Regions from separate parts of the Mus musculus genome. Here all the other regions are linked to region 1. The links are chromatin contacts, called in public HiChIP or PLAC-seq and promoter capture Hi-C maps. All regions are on one chromosome and are shown on one strand. The core of a region is the stretch at or near the end of the contact, and the rest is flanking DNA. Distances in the headings are between cores, read along the strand shown.

The links. Promoter capture Hi-C pulls out the DNA fragments that hold promoters and counts their contacts. HiChIP or PLAC-seq counts read pairs in DNA pulled down with a chosen protein or histone mark.
Region 2: a contact with region 1 is called in a promoter capture Hi-C map of hippocampal neurons, with 30 times the contacts expected there. The contact joins the enhancer-like site here to the promoter of Flrt3 in region 1. A contact is called at or near these places in 10 of 39 promoter capture datasets (the 3T3-L1 cell line, 3T3-L1-derived adipocytes, the C10 cell line and 4 more), 2 of 484 Hi-C or Micro-C datasets (cerebellar granule neurons and cerebellum) and 5 of 115 datasets of contacts at active chromatin or transcription factors (astrocytes, embryonic forebrain, embryonic limb bud and 2 more).
Region 3: a promoter capture Hi-C map of second pharyngeal arch cranial neural crest shows a contact between it and region 1, with 9 times the contacts expected there. The contact joins the enhancer-like site here to the promoter of Flrt3 in region 1. A contact is called at or near these places in 6 of 39 promoter capture datasets (the 3T3-L1 cell line, cranial neural crest, frontonasal cranial neural crest and 2 more), 2 of 484 Hi-C or Micro-C datasets (cerebral cortex and myocytes), 5 of 115 datasets of contacts at active chromatin or transcription factors (embryonic forebrain, embryonic limb bud, embryonic stem cells and 2 more) and 2 of 9 other capture datasets (adipose tissue and liver).
Region 4: an H3K4me3 HiChIP or PLAC-seq map of embryonic limb bud shows a contact between it and region 1, with 9 times the contacts expected there. The contact joins the enhancer-like site here to the promoter of Flrt3 in region 1. A contact is called at or near these places in 5 of 39 promoter capture datasets (the 3T3-L1 cell line, 3T3-L1-derived adipocytes, embryonic stem cells and 2 more), 7 of 484 Hi-C or Micro-C datasets (cerebral cortex, cortical neurons, embryonic stem cells and 4 more), 13 of 115 datasets of contacts at active chromatin or transcription factors (embryonic basal ganglia, embryonic forebrain, embryonic limb bud and 6 more) and 3 of 9 other capture datasets (adipose tissue, embryonic stem cells and liver).
Region 5: a promoter capture Hi-C map of second pharyngeal arch cranial neural crest shows a contact between it and region 1, with 15 times the contacts expected there. The contact joins the enhancer-like site here to the promoter of Flrt3 in region 1. A contact is called at or near these places in 6 of 39 promoter capture datasets (cranial neural crest, embryonic stem cells, hippocampal neurons and 3 more), 2 of 484 Hi-C or Micro-C datasets (cranial neural crest and frontal cortex), 9 of 115 datasets of contacts at active chromatin or transcription factors (astrocytes, embryonic basal ganglia, embryonic forebrain and 6 more) and 2 of 9 other capture datasets (adipose tissue and liver).
Region 6: an H3K4me3 HiChIP or PLAC-seq map of embryonic basal ganglia shows a contact between it and region 1, with 6 times the contacts expected there. The contact joins the enhancer-like site here to the promoter of Flrt3 in region 1. A contact is called at or near these places in 4 of 39 promoter capture datasets (embryonic stem cells, frontonasal cranial neural crest, liver and 1 more), 1 of 484 Hi-C or Micro-C datasets (the AML12 cell line), 9 of 115 datasets of contacts at active chromatin or transcription factors (bone marrow-derived macrophages, embryonic basal ganglia, embryonic forebrain and 6 more) and 2 of 9 other capture datasets (adipose tissue and embryonic stem cells).
Region 7: a contact with region 1 is called in an H3K4me3 HiChIP or PLAC-seq map of embryonic limb bud, with 7 times the contacts expected there. The contact joins the enhancer-like site here to the promoter of Flrt3 in region 1. A contact is called at or near these places in 14 of 39 promoter capture datasets (the 3T3-L1 cell line, 3T3-L1-derived adipocytes, cranial neural crest and 8 more), 2 of 484 Hi-C or Micro-C datasets (bone marrow-derived macrophages and embryonic stem cells), 13 of 115 datasets of contacts at active chromatin or transcription factors (SST interneurons, bone marrow-derived macrophages, craniofacial prominence and 8 more) and 2 of 9 other capture datasets (embryonic stem cells and liver).

Annotation. Positions count from the first base shown.
Region 1 is chr2:140,669,847-140,672,870 of GRCm38.p6, reverse strand. It overlaps Flrt3 (fibronectin leucine rich transmembrane protein 3), which reads left to right and starts at 1,395. Exons shown (of 3, transcript NM_178382.4): 1 at 1,395-1,625. All of the region lies in intron 3 of Macrod2 (mono-ADP ribosylhydrolase 2), which reads right to left.
Region 2 is chr2:141,616,879-141,619,902 of GRCm38.p6, reverse strand. All of the region lies in intron 6 of Macrod2 (mono-ADP ribosylhydrolase 2), which reads right to left. Among named protein-coding and RNA genes, the nearest start is that of Gm25583, 22 kb to the left of the region's middle. Within about 2 kb of position 1,447, at least 12 of the 459 cell types and tissues checked have an H3K27ac peak or open chromatin away from gene starts, as enhancers often do. A contact at or near this core is called in cerebellar granule neurons, cerebellum and hippocampal neurons, where this site is marked.
Region 3 is chr2:141,590,090-141,593,113 of GRCm38.p6, reverse strand. All of the region lies in intron 6 of Macrod2 (mono-ADP ribosylhydrolase 2), which reads right to left. Among named protein-coding and RNA genes, the nearest start is that of Gm25583, 49 kb to the left of the region's middle. Within about 2 kb of position 1,588, at least 8 of the 459 cell types and tissues checked have an H3K27ac peak or open chromatin away from gene starts, as enhancers often do. A contact at or near this core is called in embryonic limb bud and second pharyngeal arch cranial neural crest, where this site is marked.
Region 4 is chr2:141,570,089-141,573,112 of GRCm38.p6, reverse strand. The region is part of intron 6 of Macrod2 (mono-ADP ribosylhydrolase 2); the gene reads right to left. Among named protein-coding and RNA genes, the nearest start is that of Gm25583, 69 kb to the left of the region's middle. Within about 2 kb of position 1,537, at least 9 of the 459 cell types and tissues checked have an H3K27ac peak or open chromatin away from gene starts, as enhancers often do. A contact at or near this core is called in embryonic limb bud, where this site is marked.
Region 5 is chr2:141,511,832-141,514,855 of GRCm38.p6, reverse strand. The region is part of intron 5 of Macrod2 (mono-ADP ribosylhydrolase 2); the gene reads right to left. Among named protein-coding and RNA genes, the nearest start is that of Gm25583, 130 kb to the left of the region's middle. Within about 2 kb of position 1,500, at least 1 of the 459 cell types and tissues checked has an H3K27ac peak or open chromatin away from gene starts, as enhancers often do.
Region 6 is chr2:141,342,859-141,345,882 of GRCm38.p6, reverse strand. The region is part of intron 5 of Macrod2 (mono-ADP ribosylhydrolase 2); the gene reads right to left. Among named protein-coding and RNA genes, the nearest start is that of Gm25583, 300 kb to the left of the region's middle. Within about 2 kb of position 1,507, at least 4 of the 459 cell types and tissues checked have an H3K27ac peak or open chromatin away from gene starts, as enhancers often do. A contact at or near this core is called in embryonic basal ganglia, where this site is marked.
Region 7 is chr2:141,296,553-141,299,576 of GRCm38.p6, reverse strand. The region is part of intron 5 of Macrod2 (mono-ADP ribosylhydrolase 2); the gene reads right to left. Among named protein-coding and RNA genes, the nearest start is that of Gm25583, 340 kb to the left of the region's middle. Within about 2 kb of position 1,601, at least 5 of the 459 cell types and tissues checked have an H3K27ac peak or open chromatin away from gene starts, as enhancers often do.

The DNA of each region.
Region 1 (3,024 bases), core at 146-2,645:
TTCCATCAAAAATCTACGGCCACCTCTCAGTTTAACCTGCACTACTGAAGACTTCTGAGAAATTGGCTTTTCAATAGATGTTAACATGCTAAAGTCCTACTTTCATTCAGTGGGCCATTCCTCAGAAGTCAGCAAGAGAGCAAGCATAGAACAATAGGTGTCGGAACATCTCTTATCGAGGGGTCACCTTCCACTCCTGAGAGCACCCATTCTCAGAGGGGAGTTCTAAAGGTCAAACAGCTGCCAAACTCAAGTTAGGAACCACGTGAAGCTAACGGAGAGAATAGCCATGTACTCCTAAGACAGACAACTAGCCTTCAGAGACAAACAGACCATTTCCTAGAAAGGATAAAGTCATGAGCTTGTTAGAATCAAGCAAAGAAAGAAGGGAAAGGAGATTGCTATTTGGGTAAATATAGAAACAAGATTCGTCACTTAAATTCACTTACTTAGGAGAAAACTTACAAGTCCAAATAACAGAAAACTGATGATAAAATTATACCTGGAAATTAAAGTCTTGGAATCCTGTTAATTAGGCAGAGAAATCTTAGTGTCTTGCAACTGTCACTATTTATTCATGTACGCAAATTAAAATGATTTAAACCTGGAAGAACCATTTCTAACAGATATTTTAAGATATTGATGACTGCAGCCATGCTCGTGGCAGCAAAAACCATAATAATAATAATAAAAAAGAATGTAGTTAGGCTCAACCCTTTTAATTTTAGGGAAGACTGATAAATATGAGTGATTGTATCTTCCTAGTTCTGAAGTAGAGGTATACCCTTATGCACACATGTAGGTGGTCTCTCTAGTAGTACATAAAACAGTCTTCATTATGTGAAAATGCATGTGGAAAAAAAAACCTTTCTACTTCCCAATAAGACTGCTTTCTTCAATATTTTTCACTGTTCTTCCATTTTCTCCCTTCTCCTAAGTAAATCACCATTTGACCCTGCTTTCTCATTTGCCAAATCAATATTAGTTGGGATTGCCATCCTCTGTTCTCCACAGTTACGATTTTAATGTAATAAAAATAATCTGACTTTTGTTAACTTATTTTTGGTACAGATGGCTTGAGCATCAGACACCTGTTTCTCTATTGTGATCTTATAAATATTCTCCTAGCGTGCTTGTGTTTTTCTGAGTGTGCTATCACTACCTTGCAGTAGTAAACTTTAGGGAGCGCGGAGATTCCAGAGTTGCTGCCTACAAACCAAATGGCATCTCAGCTTTGGCAAACTGAAAGGCTCATTTCGGCTTCTCTCACCCCCTCTAGCGTTGGCAAAGCTCATCTGTCTGATTATCCAGTTACCTCACTGAACAAGAGCTGGGCTAAGTCCTGCCCACCTATGACATCACCCCCTTCCTCAACCACTGCGAGGTGAAGCTTTAAACTTCAGACTTGGAGGTGGGCTGCGCGCAGTCAACTGGATGCTCTCGCGCGCAGTCCTCAGCGCAGGAGTGATCTGAAGCAGGACCGCTCAGGCTGCAGCTGCCGTGGCTTTGTGTGCACTGGATGCCGCGCTCCGGAGACGGGGGAGGGTTTTTACTTCAACTCACAGGCAATGGAATTACAGCTGTAGCAGCAGGGTATAAAGGATTGCTTTTTCCTCGTCTTCCTGGTAAGTGTTTTCCATGCTTTTTCTCATAATTGTCCCAGAAACTTCGCTTGCTCTTACTCTCTAGAAGGAAATGACTAGCTTGGTTCCATGAGGGATCCAAGTAGCCACGTTTGCTCTGTCAGCAGGACGGGTCAAAGATGTGCGTGCAAGCCAGCTCTAGGGAAAGTCTTACAAAATAGCCGAATGTTATAAGTTTCTTACAGACTTAAATCATTTTTAAAAATAATAAATAGCTCCTCTCTGTTTCAAGCAATTTCTATCCGCGCAGAGCTTCACGGAAAACTGCAGTTGGAAAGTTGAGTGTTTGAGATAGGAGAGGCAGATTTTTCTCGGCTACAAAAGCGAAAGGTCGCTAACTTGGTGTGTACTGTATGTGTGGTATGATCACCTATCGCTGTTTCTATAACTGTGAAAGAAATCAATAACCCCTCAGCCCATGAGTACGCAGTACATGAAAAGCATACATCTTGCTCGCCGCCAGCAAAGCTGCGCTGGGAGACTGGGATGCCTCTGTAGAGGATTAACAGCTACACCTAGATTTGAAAGCTTGCACTGCTTATCCGGCCCCAGCTCCTTCAGGCATTCCGGGCTCGGGAATCTCAACTAGTAAATCCAACTCAGAATCTCCGGGCCAAACCATATTCCCAGTCCAGGAGACTGTCAAAGCCTATCGCTTGGGCGAGTGTAGAATGTGACTAGCATAGTAACTGGGTAGTCCACTCAGAAAAACTAACAAAGCTCACCCTGGAAGCCGTGCTTGATGTATGCAGTGAGGGGAACAGGGGAGGGAAGCCTCATCAAATGGCAAAGGCAGAGTGTCCCTTCACTTGCAACACACAGTGAAAAATATTGTATTGATACAAATGCGTTAGACCACAAAGCTTCCAAAAGGTATTTAAGTGTATCTAATTAAAAAAAATGTTTTTCAGTAAATTATGTCTGAAACAAAATGGTTGCATAAAGGTAAAGAGTGCAACAGGCCCATCTTTTCTCAACATTGGGAGCGGGTTTATTACTTATTTAGAATGAAAAGGAGATGGAAAATGTTGGTGTTTTCCAAATTACAAAATCAAATGGTTTTTAATAATTATTTTGATTGTTCTCAATAAATCTATGCTTCAAAATGCACATATTTGCTGTGTTATTGGGATGAAACAACATGGTCAAAGCCATGAAAAGTGCTTCAGCTGTGGCTATTCCTTTATTCATCCTTAACTGTGTAAGAATACCCTAACCAGTATAAACAGAAGGATGAACCTGTCAGCTCCCAGGCTACGATCACTTAGGCTTGACTCAGAGTGACAGGTGACTGACACCCATCTCTTTGGAAATGAGCAAAGAAGGTAATTCTTTTAAAGTGCCATAACATATTATTATCACTACAAATATCAACAAGCAT
Region 2 (3,024 bases), core at 198-2,697, 950 kb before region 1:
CTTTTCCCAATAAGTAAGCAGAGAGCCATCTGAAGGAGCTGCAATGCTGCAAATTGACAGATCAAAATTTCAAGTCATATGTAACTCTCTATGCATGGCAGGTTTGCTCTGTTTTTGCAAGGCAGTAATGCAGCATGACTCTGAAGAGATAAGAACGGCTCTGGGGAGGTGTATTCTGAAGAATGATCACAAGAAAAAAGGAAAAACAGTAAGCTTGCAGGGAACAATGTTGGGTGAGTGAAGCACTGTGGGGTGGTCAGAAAGGCATCCTTTGCAGTGATAATACAAACAAAGAAGTAGAACAATGATTGGGGAGGGCAGGAAAAGCCCAAATCTACAGAGTAGTCTTCTGTAGTGAGGGAGGGACATGGTAACCTGGAAAAAAAGTCCAGGCAACTTGATGGTTTTTGAAGGCTCCTGCTCACCATGTGATTCATCTCTCTTCAAAACGAAGGACAAACCAGCATTCTGCTCTCCTCTCATCAAAATCAACCCAAATCTACCCCAGGGAGATGTTAAAAGTTGTCAGAGGAAAAAAGATAAGAAATAGAAAGAAAAGGAAAGGAAAGAAAGAGAGTGAGGAAAAAAAGGAAGGAAGGAAGGGAGGAAGGGAGGGAGGGAGGGAGGGAGGGAGGGAGGGAGGGAAGGAAGGAAGGAAGGAAGGAAGGAAGGAAGGAAGGAAGGAAGGAAGGAAGGAAGGAAGGAAGGGAGGAAATGAAAGAACGAAAGAAAGAAAGAGAGAGAGAGAGAGAGAGAGAGAGAGAGAGAGAGAGAGAGAGGAAGAGGGAAGGAAAAGTAAGAAAGAAGGAGACCTTAAATATTTGATATTTTTGTCCATAAAGTAGAAGACAGTGACTTCATGCTGATTTTTCAAAATGGCTTCTTTTCCTTTGTAGCTACAAGGCCAAATATGTTGTTGGACTTATTAAAGCAATGCTGCCAGGGAAAATATAATAAAGCATGCACTTCTTCAATTATAACATCATGTCACAGGACAGCACAGTAGCTCTTCAGTTATACCTTCACCTCACCAGCAGGACTACAATACACTATCTTTGGATTAAAAAAAAAGAAGGAGAATAAGGAGAAGGAGAAGAAGAAAGAAGAAGAAGAAGAAGAAGAAGAAGAAGAAGAAGAAGGAGGAGGAGGAGGAGGAGGAGGAGGAGGAGGAGGAGGAGGAGGAGGAGGAGGAGGAGGCTGTCCAATTAATTGTTCCAAGAGTTCTATCAATAGAACCCATGCAAATACTAATCATTCCATTGACTGTGTAACATGAGTTTGAAATCATCTCAACAAAACACATCTCTCTGGGGTGATGCAAATGCACTGCTAAGTGCAAGATAAGTTACTCCAGAAATATTTTCCCAGCCCTGCTCAGAGTCCCCAATCATGCTGGGATTCAAGTGCTAGGAACGACTGAGCAGCCAGCTCTTCCATCTGCCCTTCTGTAGGCATGCAGCCAGCAGCCAGCATGATCAACAGCCTCCGGGACATACGACTTACCAGCCAATGAGTAATATATTTTGCTGTTTGGTGCTTTGTCGATTGATTTCTTACAGTGAAAATTGCCAAAGCTCCAACCCACCTGTCAATACTTTCATCTCTGCCCAATTATTTTAAAAGCATAACCGGAATATCAGAAAACACAAAGCCTGACACCTAATGTATAAAAGGCAAAACTATCGACACTCTGCACTGAGTGCCTTAGTCAGTGGAAATAATACTTCAATATATCTAACCATTCATCCACAGAAAGACAGACAGAAAGCAAACACTCATACACATTTTAAATTATTTGGAGATTCTGATCACAGTGAAAATTCCTTAATTCAGTATCACTCCTGCTCATGCTGAATGTGCTAGAGACCAGCTATCATAGATTAAATGGGCTTATTTGAAGGAGCCAACAAAGCCAGTTGTTGATATTAACAAGCTTCAGTGGATGCCAGATGAAATGTTCCAGATATACAGAGTGTACCATTCCAAAGGGGATCATTGAAATTGCGAACAGTGTGCTCATAAACTGAAAAATTAGCATCCTGCTTTAAAATGAACCATAACGGGTGTGTTTACAATCAGAGCTTGGAAAGGGGAGCTGTGCATACTTGTATAATGTGCCATTTGGCAGAGCCTTTAAGGGCTGAGATTCTGGAGGCTCACTCTTCCTGTTCACAAGTTGGGTTTGACCTGTACCAAAGACTTCAGGCTCCTGCTTGATGTTTGGGGACCTTGCCCTCCTTGTCTTGAAAGAAGGAATGATGATAATGTCACCTCATAATATGCTGATAAGTATAGAAAGTAATTTCTAAAATGTTCCCAGAAAGTACCGAGGGTGCACTGAGTTTTAGAGATGTAAGGTGTGTCTTCAGTTTCTTCTGTTCTCACTGGCTCCTCTGGATCTGACCCATACTCAGATTAAATTGGAAAGCACCCTGGGCCTTTTTGGAAAGGACAACAGGTGATTCCATCATGGCAGTAAGGCATGCTGAAGGAGGTCTTGTAGGATAGTGTGTTGTGACAAGTCATCCTGTAGAGATTGAAATAGATTCCCAGGGAAGAAGCTAGTTACTGTAAGAAGGAAAAATATGAGAGAAATGGTAAAGGAAGAAGTCTGAATAAAAATTTTAACACTAACTTATATCTTATATGTCATAATAGGTAGAGTCAAATTATACTGTCATATCATAATTGTGATATGCATGTATGTGTATGCATGCATGCCTCTGTGTATGTGGTTATGTGTGTGTGTGTGTGCGTGTGTGTGTGTGTGTGTGTGTGTGTGTGTGTGTGTGTGTGTGTGTGTAGAGGAGAGAGGCATATAAGAAAAATGCATGGCTAGAATAAAAGCCTTCACACTAACCTGGCAGATAGAGGGAACTAGTATATATTCATTTGATTGGGTTACTTGAAACAGGTTTGCTATGTAGCAGAGGATAGTCTTAAACATCTGATCCTCCTGCTTTTACCCCTCAAATTCTGGGCTTTGTAGAAGACAAGTGCCACCGTGCCCAACTGAGAAAAGGA
Region 3 (3,024 bases), core at 339-2,838, 920 kb before region 1:
AGATATTGAGTTAATGGTTCTTAAACATGATCTTAAAAGGGCTTCCTTTGTCTAAAATGTGTTTTTTTTTTTTCGTTACACACACAGAGTATATTTCTTAGCAGAGTCTTGGTCCACAATAGTGAGTTATAGCCAATGGGGTCTGCTTAAAAGAAAACATTCTGCTACTCTGTACCATTCATAAAACCTTTCCAGATGTGATTCACCACTTCTTACCCAAGGTTTGAGATGATAGCAGAATAATACTACAAGGTCCTGAAGAGTGGGTCTGTGGTAACTATGCATAGTGTTCTCCTTGGAAGACTGACTATATATTATTTCATCAGAAATGATAGTTCACTTGTCATTTGTCACTCAGCCAAATTTGCCTGCTACTAAAGGCAGTATTTTTACATTTTATTGGTTCAATACACTCAGGTATCCAAATCCCTACAGCCTTTCCTTGCAGTGAAATTGTTATTCAAAGATCAAATGATAAGGATGTCGAACTGGGCACTTGAATATGGAACTATGAGACTTTAGATCAATTCCCAGTCACCAAGTGATCTGAAAACAAGATAAATGAAAGACTTTTGCCTGATACGTCAGCTAAAAGGCAGCTGTTTGGATTACAGTTTTCCTTGCTAGGCAGAAGGACACCTAACTAAAGCAGTTTAGTTCTAGTAACTCAGTGTTTTTCTGAAGTCAAAGCAATGGCTGAATCTTGATTGGATCACACAGAACCAGCTCTGGAAGGAGAGTCACGCCAGTTTCGTGTGCTTCAGGAACTTAATCCCAAGAGTCAAATTCCCAACCAAGAAGGTTAAAATGTCTGTATTTCTTTTATTTGTACCTTGTAAAACAATCGAGAAACCCAGTTGGCCTTTGTCCTTGAACCGAATGTTTGATATTTGGCAAGTAAGTAGACTTCAAGTATAAACAAGCCATTTATGGAGTGTAAATTCCAGTGTGAGTGACCTTCATCTTTAACATTTAAAAGTTCAGGCAGGTAGGCTGTTTTTTTTTTTTTTTTTTCTTTAACCACACAAAAAAATATTTCACTGGAGTATATTTAAAAGAAAGACATGTGAAAAGCTATGCTTTCTTATTGTGTTCACACTTCATTTAAATAATCAATGGTATTGATAAATATACTCTATGATGGTATATGGTATTATATATGTGTGTGTGTGTGTGTGTGTGTGTGTGTGCGCGTGTGTGTATATATCACATATATATGGTCACATGGGAATAACCCCCATGATGACATCATGCCAAATTGATTAATAATAAACTTTTATTATCATCCAATCAAATTTTTGCAAGTAAAACATGCTAAATACTAATTTTCGATAACTAAGTTAGAAGTAATGCCACAGGCAAAAACTGCTACAACTATTGGCTAAAATGTTTGGTGGTCAACAGAATATACATATACATATGTTCTTTTAGAGTAAAGCATATCTCTGAAAGATATAAATTAATTATAAGCAAGCACCTCGGAAACCTAGAATTGTATCAGAAAGTAGCAGTGAGTTTGCTGTGCCTTCTAGCTTGCTTGAGGGCACAACCTAACCTGGTCTGGTTTTGATTAAACTCTTAGACCCCAGAGAGCTTTTCGACCCTCCCTACTGCCCTGTTCAAATTCCACACATGTAAGGAGAGAAAGAGGAAGCAGATCCTTTGAAAGATCTCTCAGATCTGCAGCAAAATGAAAGCAGCACTCTCTATTTGGCTTTGTGCTTGTCCATGCGCACTCCTGCTTCTTTTCTACCTATGTGAATACGAGCACATTTCTAAAAAATGAATGTAATAACAGTGTTTTCTTTTTGGACTACTGGAAGATTTTAAAGGGACAAAATGTATGTAAAATATTTAGCCTGGGGTGCTGCATATCAGCCCGCGGAATGTGCAAATTATTGTTATTATGACTAAAAAGGGTAGCTGGTAGACATCCAAGTCTAGATTCTTATTTCTGAAAAAGCAAAATATGGAATAATTCAGTTGGTAGAATAACTTTCATGTATATAGCAAACCAATGCTCAAATTCCTATATCATTTTTTTTTTCAGAAAACACTACCACATCCAGTCTATTCTCTTTATTTAAAGAACTGGTCATTAAACTAGACACAGAATTAGAAATAAAATGTCCACCAGTAAAAGCTATCTCCCCACACTCTGATGCCCACCCTCACTGGAAGATTAGGAAACAGTGAAGAAGAAGGAAGCAGATGAAAATGCACTGCCATGGAAGAAAAGTGAATTCATATTTTGAATCAAGGAAAGCCAAAAATATGAAAGTTGAATCTATACTGTAATCACAAGTCATCTAAAATTCCACAAAGAAATAAGTGGGGATTAGATATTTAGATGTCATGAATAAATATGTAAAAATAAAATTGAGAACAAAGTAGGCAACCTCTTTTGACACCCTAACAGTTTACTTCCTCATCTATTATTTTCCAATAATTCTTTTACTTTGCTTTATATACAGTTCCATGTTGGCATGTATTGAACTGTTATGTGACATTTAACCATCAAGATAGTTCTGTGAACACATCTGGTTACTCAAACTTAGGAAGGTCAACAAGAATAGGCCTCTATTCTTAAATGGCACATTATTCTTGGATGGACATCCTCTCTTCTTTTTTTTTTACAGCCACTTTTTAAGAGCCATACTTATGAGTGTCACCTGAACAGCTGCTCTAGGGAATGGGGTCAATAACTACTCTATGTGTGGCCTTAAGCCAGTCAGTTTGCTCTTGGGCCTCTTGTCCTCATTTCATACTAGTTTTTTATCAAAGTTCACTTTGTCCTCTTTCTCCCATGAGCCTAGTGCTTTAAACATTTTTTTCCATGAAATAGTACACATGTTGGACCTGAATATCATGTTCTCTAACACTATTCTTTTTCCACGTTGACTCAGATTTTTGAGCAGTATTCCATAATTACCTGTGTTAAAATTTCATGAAATTCCATTCCTTTCCACCATGCTTATTTTCTTAACTCAGAAACAGTGCTATAGTAGGATATGATTGCCTAAG
Region 4 (3,024 bases), core at 288-2,787, 900 kb before region 1:
ATCAGAGATGGTCTCTTATTTCAATGAACAGTGCTCTTCAAAGCGGCAAAGCAGATAAAATGGATGAACAGATATATGGACAATTACACAGATCAATTTTATTAACGGTGTTACCACATATAATTATAGAAACTAAGGAGTCCCATAATCTTCCATCAACGAGCTAGAAAAGCTTAAAATTCATATGTTGATTCAGTACAAACTTGAAAACTGGAGAGCTGACAGAGATGGGTAGATGGTGCAAGTCATGATCAAGGCCAGAGAACTTAAAATCCTTAAGTCTAGGGACAGGACACAACCTATGCCAACATTCTGAAGGAGAGAAAAACAGCTAATTTTATCATTTCTCTGCCCTTTTTCCCCCTACCTAGGTAGCTAACTAGACTCTGCCCACTATAGTGGATATGAATTAATATTTCTTACTTAGCCCACTAACTCAGGTGCCAGTCCTTCTGGCATCTCCAGGATGCCAGAATTCTCCTCCCCACAGTTACCTAGCAACAACCAGGTAGGCCTGATCAAATATAAAAGGGGCTGCTTGCCTACTCCTCTCTCTCTTACTCCTGCTTTCCCCTTGCTTCTCTCTTGCCCTCTTAGGCTCTTCCTTTCCCCCTTCCCTTGTCCCCTCTCTCCACATGGTCATAGCTGGTCTCTACTTCTCTACTTTCTCCCTCTCACTGCCTTTCTTTTCCTCTACTACCCTCTTAACTCCCCTTCCCATGCCCTGAATAAACTCTATTCTATACTATACCATTGTGTGGCTGGTCCCTCAGGCACAGTCCTGCTTAGGCAGCCCCATCTCCCCTACCTCACCACACTCCCAAAGAATATATTCTTATACCTCTTTATCTTTTTATAAGCACATTACAGAGTATACAGGACTCTGATACAATTGGCCATGATGAGCAACTTGCTCGTGAGAGCCTTGCAGTTTCGACTAAATGAGCCAAGATTTTGTTTTCTTGCTTTGCAATCATTTGCAATAGAACCAGCCTTTATTAATACAGTGGTCATGATCCCAATTGCTTATCAAGAGGTACAAAATCACATCAGCTAATCTAGCTTCCTAAGAAGTATCATTTTCACCACACCTAACTCTCCCTGTATTTTTTACAGGTTAGGATGCAAATATTTATGACACAATACACTCCTGGCCATTGTTCACTTCCCAAAACAAAGTGTTGAATGAGATTCCTGAACAAGTCCTGAACTTCAAAGAAACACTGACAGAACAATAATTTAAAGTAACAAATGCTAATAGCAGTTTAATTATAAAATCATCATGGCATACTTCACAATGAAGCGCATCTAATAAGACAGAATTAATAAGGCTGCAGACTTTAATTGTTTCAATCTTAAGCAAGAATGGGAAGCTGTTTAGATACTGTACAATAAAATAAGAAAGAGAAGCAAAGAGACCACAAAAGGAAAGAGACCTGGAGTGCTTTTTTTCAGTGAGACTTTCCTTCTCAGTTTACTGTCTCTGTTGCAGACTTCCCTGTCTGTCACTATCAAAGAGTGAATGGGGATTTATGACCATCATAAAGTGCCGTCCAGTTGGCAGTTTTATAAGATTTATACACATACATTAAGTCGCTCTGTCCTCTGGCATGTACCTCCAATAAACCTTGTGGTTCTCCCTCATCATTTCATGCCAAATGAAAATCAGTAATATTACCAGATTTGCAGTTAATTATCATGAAATACGACTTCTAATGATTTAACATCTTTGTTAAGAAGCCATGGTAACAGAGATCACAATGCTGGAAAACATCATTAAAGCTATCATTTATCCATGGCATTTAAATTTTGTTCACAGTAAAAAAAAAAAAGTTAATTGATAAAGTATGGCTACATAATATTTACTGAGAAAATAGCTCTTCCTCTCTGTCTCTCTTTGCATCTAGTTTAGCAGATTAAAGTTTTATTTATAAGACCTAACATTTCTTAGTAGTTTTAATGACCTTGAATAGGAATCACATTTCTTTCCATGTAAATTGAATTTATGGGACAATAACCCTCCTCTGACAAGTCACTCTAAGCTGATAAGAGATTGCTACACATTCTAGTTCTCTGATGAACAAATATATATGGAGATGCCATGGAACTGTGGGAATCTTGATTAGGGAAATTCATTTAGCTTCTCTCTTCTTCAACATAAAAAGTGCTTTCAAGGGGGTTAGCAGTTATATTCTCTAATATGTATCTATTTCCATATTATGGCTACCCTTATAAAAATAAAAAAAAAACCTCTGGCTCCTACAATGCTATCAAAATTATTTAGTAAGAGCAGTAGCTTTCATAGGATGTAAAATAGTGCAGATTCATTCAGTCATGAGGGTACATACCCCGAAATGTTTATACTTACTTGGACATATTGAAATTTAATTACTTTATCTTCTTGGACCAAAATAGTTTTTTTTTTTTTTAAGATTTATTTATTATTATATGTAAGTACACTGTAGCTGTCTTCAGACACTCCAGAAGAGGGCGTCAGATCTAGTTACGGATGGTTGTGAGCCACCATGTGGTTGCTGGGATTTGAACTCTGGACCTTCAGAAGAGCAATCGGGTGCTCTTACCCACTAAGCCATCTCACCAGCCCCCAAAATAGTTTTACTATTTAGTAAATAGTCACCTCATTTTATCCTCAACAACTCATATAAAACATATCACATCTTTATTCATTTGTTTAATATGTTTTTCCCTTCCTTTCCTCTACTGGGAATGTCGATTCCCAATGTTGTATCTTTGCATCCTAAGCCTAGGGCCACATGAACTGTTTAATAAATATGTATATATGTTGTAATAAACTTGTGGTATCAAGTATGAATTACTTTTTACTAAAAATGCCCCTCTTTACCAAAAAGAGGGCATACAGAGTTGGGCATATTCACAAACAAATTTATGATGGTTCCACTCTAAACACATGTGTTCCTATGTATACCATAACAGGGCATCTATCTCTATCTTCCTCTCTTCCCTGTTTCTCTCTGTTCCTCTCTGTCTCTCTGTCTCTCTGTC
Region 5 (3,024 bases), core at 251-2,750, 840 kb before region 1:
AAATGGGTATCTGACAGGGGAAGGTTGAGTCAATGCTACACACAATTTTTCTTGTAAATAAGACATCATATGATATAAACGGGTTCTTGAAAACCTCACCAACAGAGTCTTATCGCAATTCCAATTCTAAAATGACAAAGTTCAAACACTACTAACAATGTTTAGTTAGTTGTTCAGTCTTCACAAACATGAACAGTGCTAGGAATAATAGTATATACACACATTAGCCGATGGTTCGTATCTTATGTTTAATATACTAAACTCTCTCAGAGTAATCTGTGCTTTTCAATCTCCATATGAATTTAAAAACGCAAAATTTAACTGTTTTTACTTATGCACATAAACCTCAAACACTGTGCTATTTTTCCCCATTTATACACACACATAAACTGTTTGGGGAAGTGCTGGGGTTGGACCTAAAGCCTTGTTGTGCATGCTAGGCACACATGCTACCACTTGATTTACAGCTCCAGTTCCCACATTTGTAATATTTCAAATTCAGGACTATTACAGAATAAGATTATCCTCATTTCAAAGTCAAAACAAGATTAGAAGAAATGAAATTTTGATCCAAATTACTTGAAATACTTTGTAACATTTTGCTTCCTAGTTTTATATGTTAATTGAACAATTTTGACATTTCACTGATGTAAGTTATAAGAGCCAATCAAGTTTGATCAAAGAGAAATACTTTGGTCTGTATTAGCAGACTACTATAATGAAATAAAAATTATTTATTTTGGCTAATCAGTAGCACTTAGTTTTAACAAGGACAAGAATAAGAGTGCTTTGTAAAAACAGGAATATGGCACAATTAAAATTGTATGTAAAATCTGAACTGAGACTCATAAACTACTATGATGGGGAAGAAAGCTTTGCTGGTCCCCTGCTAAATATTGAGACTATTATATGATATTCGAGAAAGGCCTTGCAAGCATGGATTTCAACGATTAATTCTAAAACAATATTTAAACTCTTGCCAGACAGTATTAAAGATGATGTCATATGATCAAAGTAGGCAGAAAATCTACAGCACTGAATGCCTGCAGATGTTATTTCATAGGTGGGCCTGGTTCTCATTGTAGTGGTGACTATCCCAGCATAGCAATGGAGAAAAAAGTGAAATGAGGTTGTACACAAAGTATATAATGATATCATTATATTTCAATAAAATAACACAAATTACATGTATTCAGAAAATAGAAGCTTTGTACCCTACATAATAAACTTTCATATAAATATGCTGTTAGCTGCTATTTTTTAATGGATGCTAGACTACAGGGGAGCAGGGTCCTGATTTATTTTATGCCTGTGGTTACTTGCCTGGACCCAGCCATGCTATTCCAAATTATTGACTGTATACAAAGGTGGGACTGTTGAAGACAAGCAACACTAGTGTTTATAAAACAGTATCCTAGTGGTTGCAGTTGTGGCCGTGTACAGGCTAAAAGTAAGACTCTATGGGGTAAAATTAAGATACACCAATTACTTTAGTGTAGGTCATCTCTGGGTACTTAGTGTCCCCTGATGACTCATGGCTTTCTGAGAGGCAGTTATAGAATGTTATTCCCCAAATACATTTGACTGTTGGAATTTGTGTTATGTATGGTACTTCTTAGAAGACTGTGATTAATCTTTTGGGAAAGTAGTGGGGCAATTTTGGCACTCTTGTTTTTAGGGAACAAGTTGAAGCAGGGTTTCTCCAATATCCCTTAGATAAAGGAACGTGATCATGCTCTCCCAGATTTGTAAATAGAGTAGATTTTTTTTTAAAGTGCTTCTTAGGTGAGGTTATGAAAGATGAGCTTACTTGATTTAAAAGAACAAAGGTCTTAGAGGTACTGTGGGAAGAAACATGGTGGGAAGGAGCCTGTGAGGGGAGGAGCCTGTGAGAGGAGGAGCCTGTGAGGGAAGGAGCCTGTGAGAACTGGTAGTGGTGACAAAATAAAAACCCTTTACCTATCAATTGAAGTGAGGTTTGTTTCTGAAGCTTTCCATTTCATTTACAAGTCTGAGAGCAAACAACCTATAAATGAGCTTACCCAATATCAAAATATCGATCTCTGTATTTTATGCTCTCTATTAACTTTACAGCATCCAAGACCAAGTGTTATTATTGACCAACACAATGACCTCTCAGATTCACAAAGCTGGACGTGAATCAATATGAGACTTCAAGGGAATTTTCTTTCATTATCTTAATTGTTCCTCTTACTTATTAGTAACTGTTCTACATAGAGTTTCATTTTTCAGGATATAAATTACAGTCAGGTGGGCTGCATCTAACTTCAGTTTCACTGATACGTGATTAAGTGCCCAGAATAAGCCATTGTTTTTATGGGTCTCTCCCTTGGTTTCCTTAAAACAAACAAACAAACAACAAAAAAAAACAAAAACAAAAACAAAAAACCAATCAGTGGTCTCGTTGATGTCATTTCTCCAGTGTTGTACAGCATCATTAATATTTAACATTATAACCGGCACTGATATAGCAAAGAACAAAATATAGACCATAAATAAAAATAACAATACTTGAACATGGTTAGGAGGCTCAAAGATTTTTATCCCAAGAATTCTTTTAAATATCCCAAATATCAGAAGTTAGCTTTTAACAATATAAATTTTTAAGGTCCTTTGGTTGAACATACAGGAAATAAAAATTGAAAAAATTAGTTCCTATAACATCAATGATCTTTTGTATTAGTTTATATTTTTCAAACTGAATAGCATCTTCTCAAAGTACAGGTACATGCAAATATCTATGAGCAATGCTTTATCTTAAGCCTGCCTTGGGACAAATAATAAAATTAGAAATTTCTAAATCCATTGCCCCATAACTGGCAAGACTCACAAAATGATGCATGTTATAGTGCACAGAATCAGCTCCAGCATCTAAGGGACCTTCAGCATGCAGGCAAGAATGTAGAAAGAACATTTGCTTTTAAATCCTGACATCAGACTCTCACTCAGAAGACCCAAATCTGTCGCTATGTGCTGTGTGAACTTGGGAAAGTCTCTTTCGTT
Region 6 (3,024 bases), core at 258-2,757, 670 kb before region 1:
ATATATATATATATCTTTTCTATTTTTCTTTTAATGAGAATGGATTTTCCCCATACACTATATTGCTGATTAAAGTTTCCCTTTCGTTAACTCCTCTCAGATCCTTCCTACCTCTTATCCCTCATGGATCTACATACACCCTTTCTCTCTCCTTGAAAAACAAATAGGCATCTAAACAATAGTCAGGCAAGATAAAACAAAAGCGAACAAACTGGATAAGATTAAAGAACAAACACAATAAAAGGGGCCAAGGAAAATGGCACAAGTAGCACACACAGATGCATTTGCATATACAGAAATATCACAGAAACACAAAACCAGAAACCAATATGTGTGTGTGTGTGTGTATGTGTGTGTGTGTGTATGTGTGTGAGTGTGTGTGTGTGTGTGTGTGTGTGTGTGTGTGTGTGTGTGTGAAGGACCTGTAAGGTTAAAAAGAAAAAGCCAGGATGAAGCACTATAAGACAAAAGACCCTCTAAATTTCTACTGAGTTCATTTTGGTCTTGGTTACATAGTGAAATCTCAACCAACCTGGGATATATATCAAGACCTGACCCCCAAACAAGCGCCAAAAGATAAACAGGGATCTAGATGATTGATAGTCATTGATGGATAAATGACAAATGCCATTTTATATGCATGTATATGACTTTATTCAAGAACGCAATAATGCTAATCTGGCCTTTAGAATAAGCATTGGAGGTCAGCATTTAAATAATACACTCATTTTCTATGTCAGAGAACTGAAAGGAGTGAGGTCAAGCAGCCCACAGAAGCTCTCCCTGCCAAGGGTGCACAGAGCTAGAATCACACTTATCATACCTGTCAGGAGAGACCAGGCTAGGCAGTGCAGACGAGCCCTCTCACACCTCATTGTTCTCACATAGCTAGCAAGGGTTGGCTTCACTCTTTGCTCTGTGCTGCCTTCACTCTGGGTCTGAGACTGACACAGAAGTGACTGTTAGCACTGAGAGAGGAGAAGCTTGAGTACATAAAGGAAGCTTCTACTACTTCTTGTAACTCACTGGCCAAAAACCTAGCCAAGTACTGCACTGTATCCACTCACAAACGTTTTAGTTGGGAACACCATGAGAATTAGTAGATGAGCTTAAAGATGAACACCCCAAAGACTCCAGTTTATTAAACTGTAACTAGACCTACTTTTGAGTGTTGTTCTTTGGGCTCAATGGACTGTAACTATACCAATTCCTTGGTTCCTTAAATGTAAAATAATGTATTTGATTTAAAAACTATTCTGCTTATAGGGAGTTAAGCATATTTGTGTCATACTCCCTTATCTAACTACATAAAAATGGTCTTGGCTTCCTTTTTATTTACATTTCATCAGCTCATCGCGGCAAAGTAAACGTTTTTTTCCTTTAGTATGTAGGAAGAAACGCTGAAGTTGAACATGTCAATGGCCACTTAACCGCGGAGAGTGCAGACAATTAGCAGAATGGAAAGGCAGCTGCAACCCACAGATAGCAGACACACTGCACAGCGCACACTACAAACAAGTATTCTCCAGACAGTCACAGGCTCTTAACCTCAATCACGTACGCTTAATCAGATGCCAATTCAGCTGCAAATTTTCTAAATAATGATGATGTAATATCCATTAGTAAATAGGAGACATCAATTGCATTAAATCTTATGCCTGAACTGCCAGATAATCATGAATAGAACACATTGATAAACAGTATACTTTCCAGCCAAGGGCAACCAACAAAAACAGTGTGTTATCAAAGCAACTGAAAATCAGATGGAAGGAACTGAAGTGTACAGTTGACAAAACAACAAGTTTATCAAGAACAAGGGACCAGACTAATAAAATTGTTTTCAGAAAGGAAGTTTATACTGAGTGGAGAAGCATAAAGCAATGACGCATGTGCAATTGAGTCATTTACAACCTAAATGAAGAAAGAAACAGGAAGTAAGGAGTCAGTGTTCTGACAGTCTGAAGGTGAGAGAGGAGGCAGTATGTGATTTGGAATTATCAAAACAACCATGAGAGTAACTAACCATCTTCTTATTGAAATTAAGGTATATCCTACAACATAAGAACCATACCCTGCACCATAGCTGTCCAAGAATTTATAACTAGATAGGTCATAACCCTGAGGAGAGATCATACTACTATTATTTGGCTAAATAGATACATTAGGAAATGAACACATAATGATTTATCGTACTACTCCCAAGTCAACGCATCTGCCGTCCTTCATCAGAGAACATCTATTTCCAGTAGCTAGTTAGTAACACAGACTCCTATGACAGGCCAAAGTATAGACAATAGAGACTGTAAGATGTTAGCCATCCATGGGACATCCAGACCACACCTCTTCCTCCTAAAGCTCAGGGATCATTGCCAAAGACAGGGTGAAAAGAGCACAAGAGCCAAAGGCAGTAGATCTTCCAGACATGTCGTGATATCATAGCTGCATGTATGAACTCATATCAGTTGTGACAGCATGTATCAGACCTTCATAAGCATTGAGTCAGACCAAATTCCAACATGGAGAATGTATGTGGGAACAAAGACTCACTCAGCACAAACCAAGAGGTTATTGGTTATAGATAGCCATGGGAGATGGACAAACACTTTTCTTTAAGTGTCTAGTCCCCTCATAAGTTGACAATACTCCAAAGAACACAGTTGGACATGTGGCAAAGGGAGGGTGGATATGGGACCTGTTGGAAGAGAGGGAGTAAGATCAAAACACATTGTATAAAATTCTCAGTGCCAGTAAAAAATTTTTTTAGCTTTCTAATGGAGATAGCCACTAGGAAGTCCCAGACGTCAGGGAAGCAAGAGGCTCCCAGGACCCAATGGGGATGAATTAGCCAAAATACCCAACAAAGGGGAGCTAAAAACTGTAGAAACCATATCCAGTGGTTAGGCATGGCCCACAGTTGAGAATGGGGCCACCCACCCTTCTCAAACTTTTAACCCAGAATTGCTCCTGTCTAAAGGAAATACAGGGACAAAGAGTGGAGCAGACACTGAAGGAAAGCCAATCCAG
Region 7 (3,024 bases), core at 352-2,851, 630 kb before region 1:
TAAATTCTGGCCAAAGCTGGGAAAACACTCGAAGCTTTAGGGAATAAAGGAGTTAAATGTGCGCTATAGCTTTAAAACAATGGGCCCTGTGAACATGGCCGTCATACTATGATTAAAGAGAACTCCTTGAAAATTAGAATGTGTGCTATAAGCAGCCGTTCTCCAATGAGACTGCTTGATTGAGGAGAACATACCATTCCTTGGTTGTGTGAGATAAGCTGCAGTTGACTGTTCTTGCAATCACAAACTCCCACTTGAACAAGTCTGTACACAAGACACTTGAACGTTCCCATGAAACAAACAGATGCCTTGGGCTTTGGCAGGTGAATTTAATCATTACCATATTATTACAATGATGAAAGATGTGTTTAAATTGTGTTCTTTAAAGCCAACGACAGTCATAGGAAATTCCAGAGTCTTCTATTCTGTCAGGAACACCTGCTGTGAAATAACTGAGGAGTTTATTTTTGACAGAAGCCATTTCAAGGAACTTTTTTTGTTGTTGTTTGAAGGTGGTGGTTTTACTTAACAAAATAGCCAAGAGGTCTTTGGAGCTTCCCATCTCATTAGTGCGACCAATGCTTCGATGCTTCATTACATCATTTGTGGACCTAGATGGTTATCACCAATGGATACATTGTTCTCCCACCTAGAAAGGCCAAAGTAGACCTGAAGAGCAACATCCGCTTCCTCTCTCCTCCCTGCATGGTAACTTTGCCGAAAGCTGCCTGAAGGGAACTTTTGATGAGATCCAGAAGTCAAATGGCTCCTCCAGCATGTCTTTACAGTCACAGAATTTGAGTGCTGGGACCTTTAAAAATGCCTGCTAAGGTAGATAAATTACACAAAGCCACAAACAGTGGAAACACTAATTCATCTCAGTACTCTCCAAGCATGTAACTTATTATTATTATCATTTTTATCACAACCAAAGCATTCTGGAACTTAAGAGAGTTTATTCATTTAGGTGGCTTATTTGTAGCCTGATCATAGTTTACAGCTAGGAAAAAAGAATGGGCTGGTGCTGCATTTATCTTGTAGCAAAAGTAAGATGGTCTTTAGTGGAAAAAAAATCAAATAATACCTGGATCATGCATTAATATGTATAGAGACAAACATACATATCTGTTTGGTAGCAAGTATATTAAAAAGAAATAATCACATTTATTCGTGTATTTTAAAAGTCAGCATACTTTTTAAAAAGCTGTAGGAAGTGAGCTTTCAGTCAATCTCACACGTATGACAGTTTGTTTAGATTTGGTCAAAGCAAAGCTACGCTATGATAGATAGGACATAATCAAAGAGCGAAAGGAAGGACTAATAATTTCCCAATTATTTTCTGTAGCCTGAAAAATGTCATAAAGCTCAAGTTCTACAGCATTCAGTTACTCCCATTGGTCCTAGATTCTGGTGTGTTTCTAAGCAGCAAGGACACTGATTCCCCACCCCCAACCCCACCCTCCTTTGGATTCAGGAATGCTTGACTTAGAATCTGTCATCACTGTAACTCTAGAAACTTACAGAAGGCCCAGGGCAGGAGAACTAGATGATTCTCAGTGATAGCTACCTTATAAAGGAGCAAATACATGTTTGCAGGACAGACTGTTAATTTGTATCCTTTTTATATAAACAATGTATTCTATTTCTTAGAGTGACATTGCACAGCTGACCTTCACAGGGTTCTGCTAGTAGCTTTTAAAAACATGGTATTTAGCTCATGGTGTTACAATACTCTGCGTGTGTGTGTGTGTGTGTGTGTGTGTGTGTGTGTGTGTGTGTTTTACTTTTAGGGATTATAGAAAAAGATTTCATGTCATATTTTTTAAAGATTAAGGTATTTCAGGTTTTTCTTTTAAGGAAATCTCCAAGTCCTGGATCACATTACTGCCTGTTTCCAATCAGAATCTGCCCACTTGAGAAAGTTTAAGGCTAATACTGTTCCCCTACTGTCTCTAGAGCGTGGAGTCACAGCGGGGGACCCTTTTATCATGAGATTTCCTTATACCACCAACAGACCATTTTGCTCATCTAAGCTCATTATATTGTTTCCAAGAATACCTGCATTTGTACCTACACTAAACTTAGGGTTTTTTGTTTTGTTTTGTTTTGTTTTGTTTTGTTTTTATGTATTTTGTATTTATGTGTGTGCAAGCATGTGTATACCACATGGCGGGTGCAGAAGTGGGTAACAGATCCCTAGAGCTGGAGTTCTAGCTAGATGAGAGCCAACAGTCACAATACAAAAACCAATAAGGAGCATGTCCTTCACCCTATCATTACTCCTCAGAAACAAAATCCCACTAGAAAACTTTTGGTTCCCTGCTGACTTAGTCAAGCAGAGTATTGCATTGAACCACAAACCAATGGCAAGATAATGATGGATGCTCAAACATTTTGAAATGCAAACGTGAAATATGTGGTTTGGACCTGGTCTTTGACTATTTGGCTCTGAATGTTTTTAGAGGAAAGCTGGAAAGGTAATATCTCCTAGCAAAAGTAAACAAAACCATGGCAGAGTTGAGTGCTGGGCCATTCTCCTTCTATCCCTCAGGCAGTGGCTTTTGAAAGGCATGAGAAAATTGCAGGTCTGCATAGCCAGCCCCTACTAATTGAGTGTTAAGAAGACTGCCCTTAGAAAGGACTCTTCTATAGGTGATCTGGCTTTGGTGGTTTCTCTTCCCCCACACACTATATTTTTTAACCAAATGGGGCATCTCCTCTCGAATACTATCCTACACGAAGGGTCTACATGCTTCCTTTCAGACACAGCCATTTCTTTTTTGCTGGAGGAACCCTCTATCTGCTACAAATCTAACCATTCTTTACAACTGAGATGCAAGGGCTTTTGTGGCCAACAGCAGTTATCAGACATTTTGAGTTGTCAGCTCACAGCTTTCAATGTAGAAGGTGGCTCACAGCTTTCAATGGAGTCACAAGAAGGTGGGGACCATGATATAATACATGGAAATCCAGGAGCAAGATAGTTTGGGAATATGAAAATGTATGATAAAAATACAAATATCA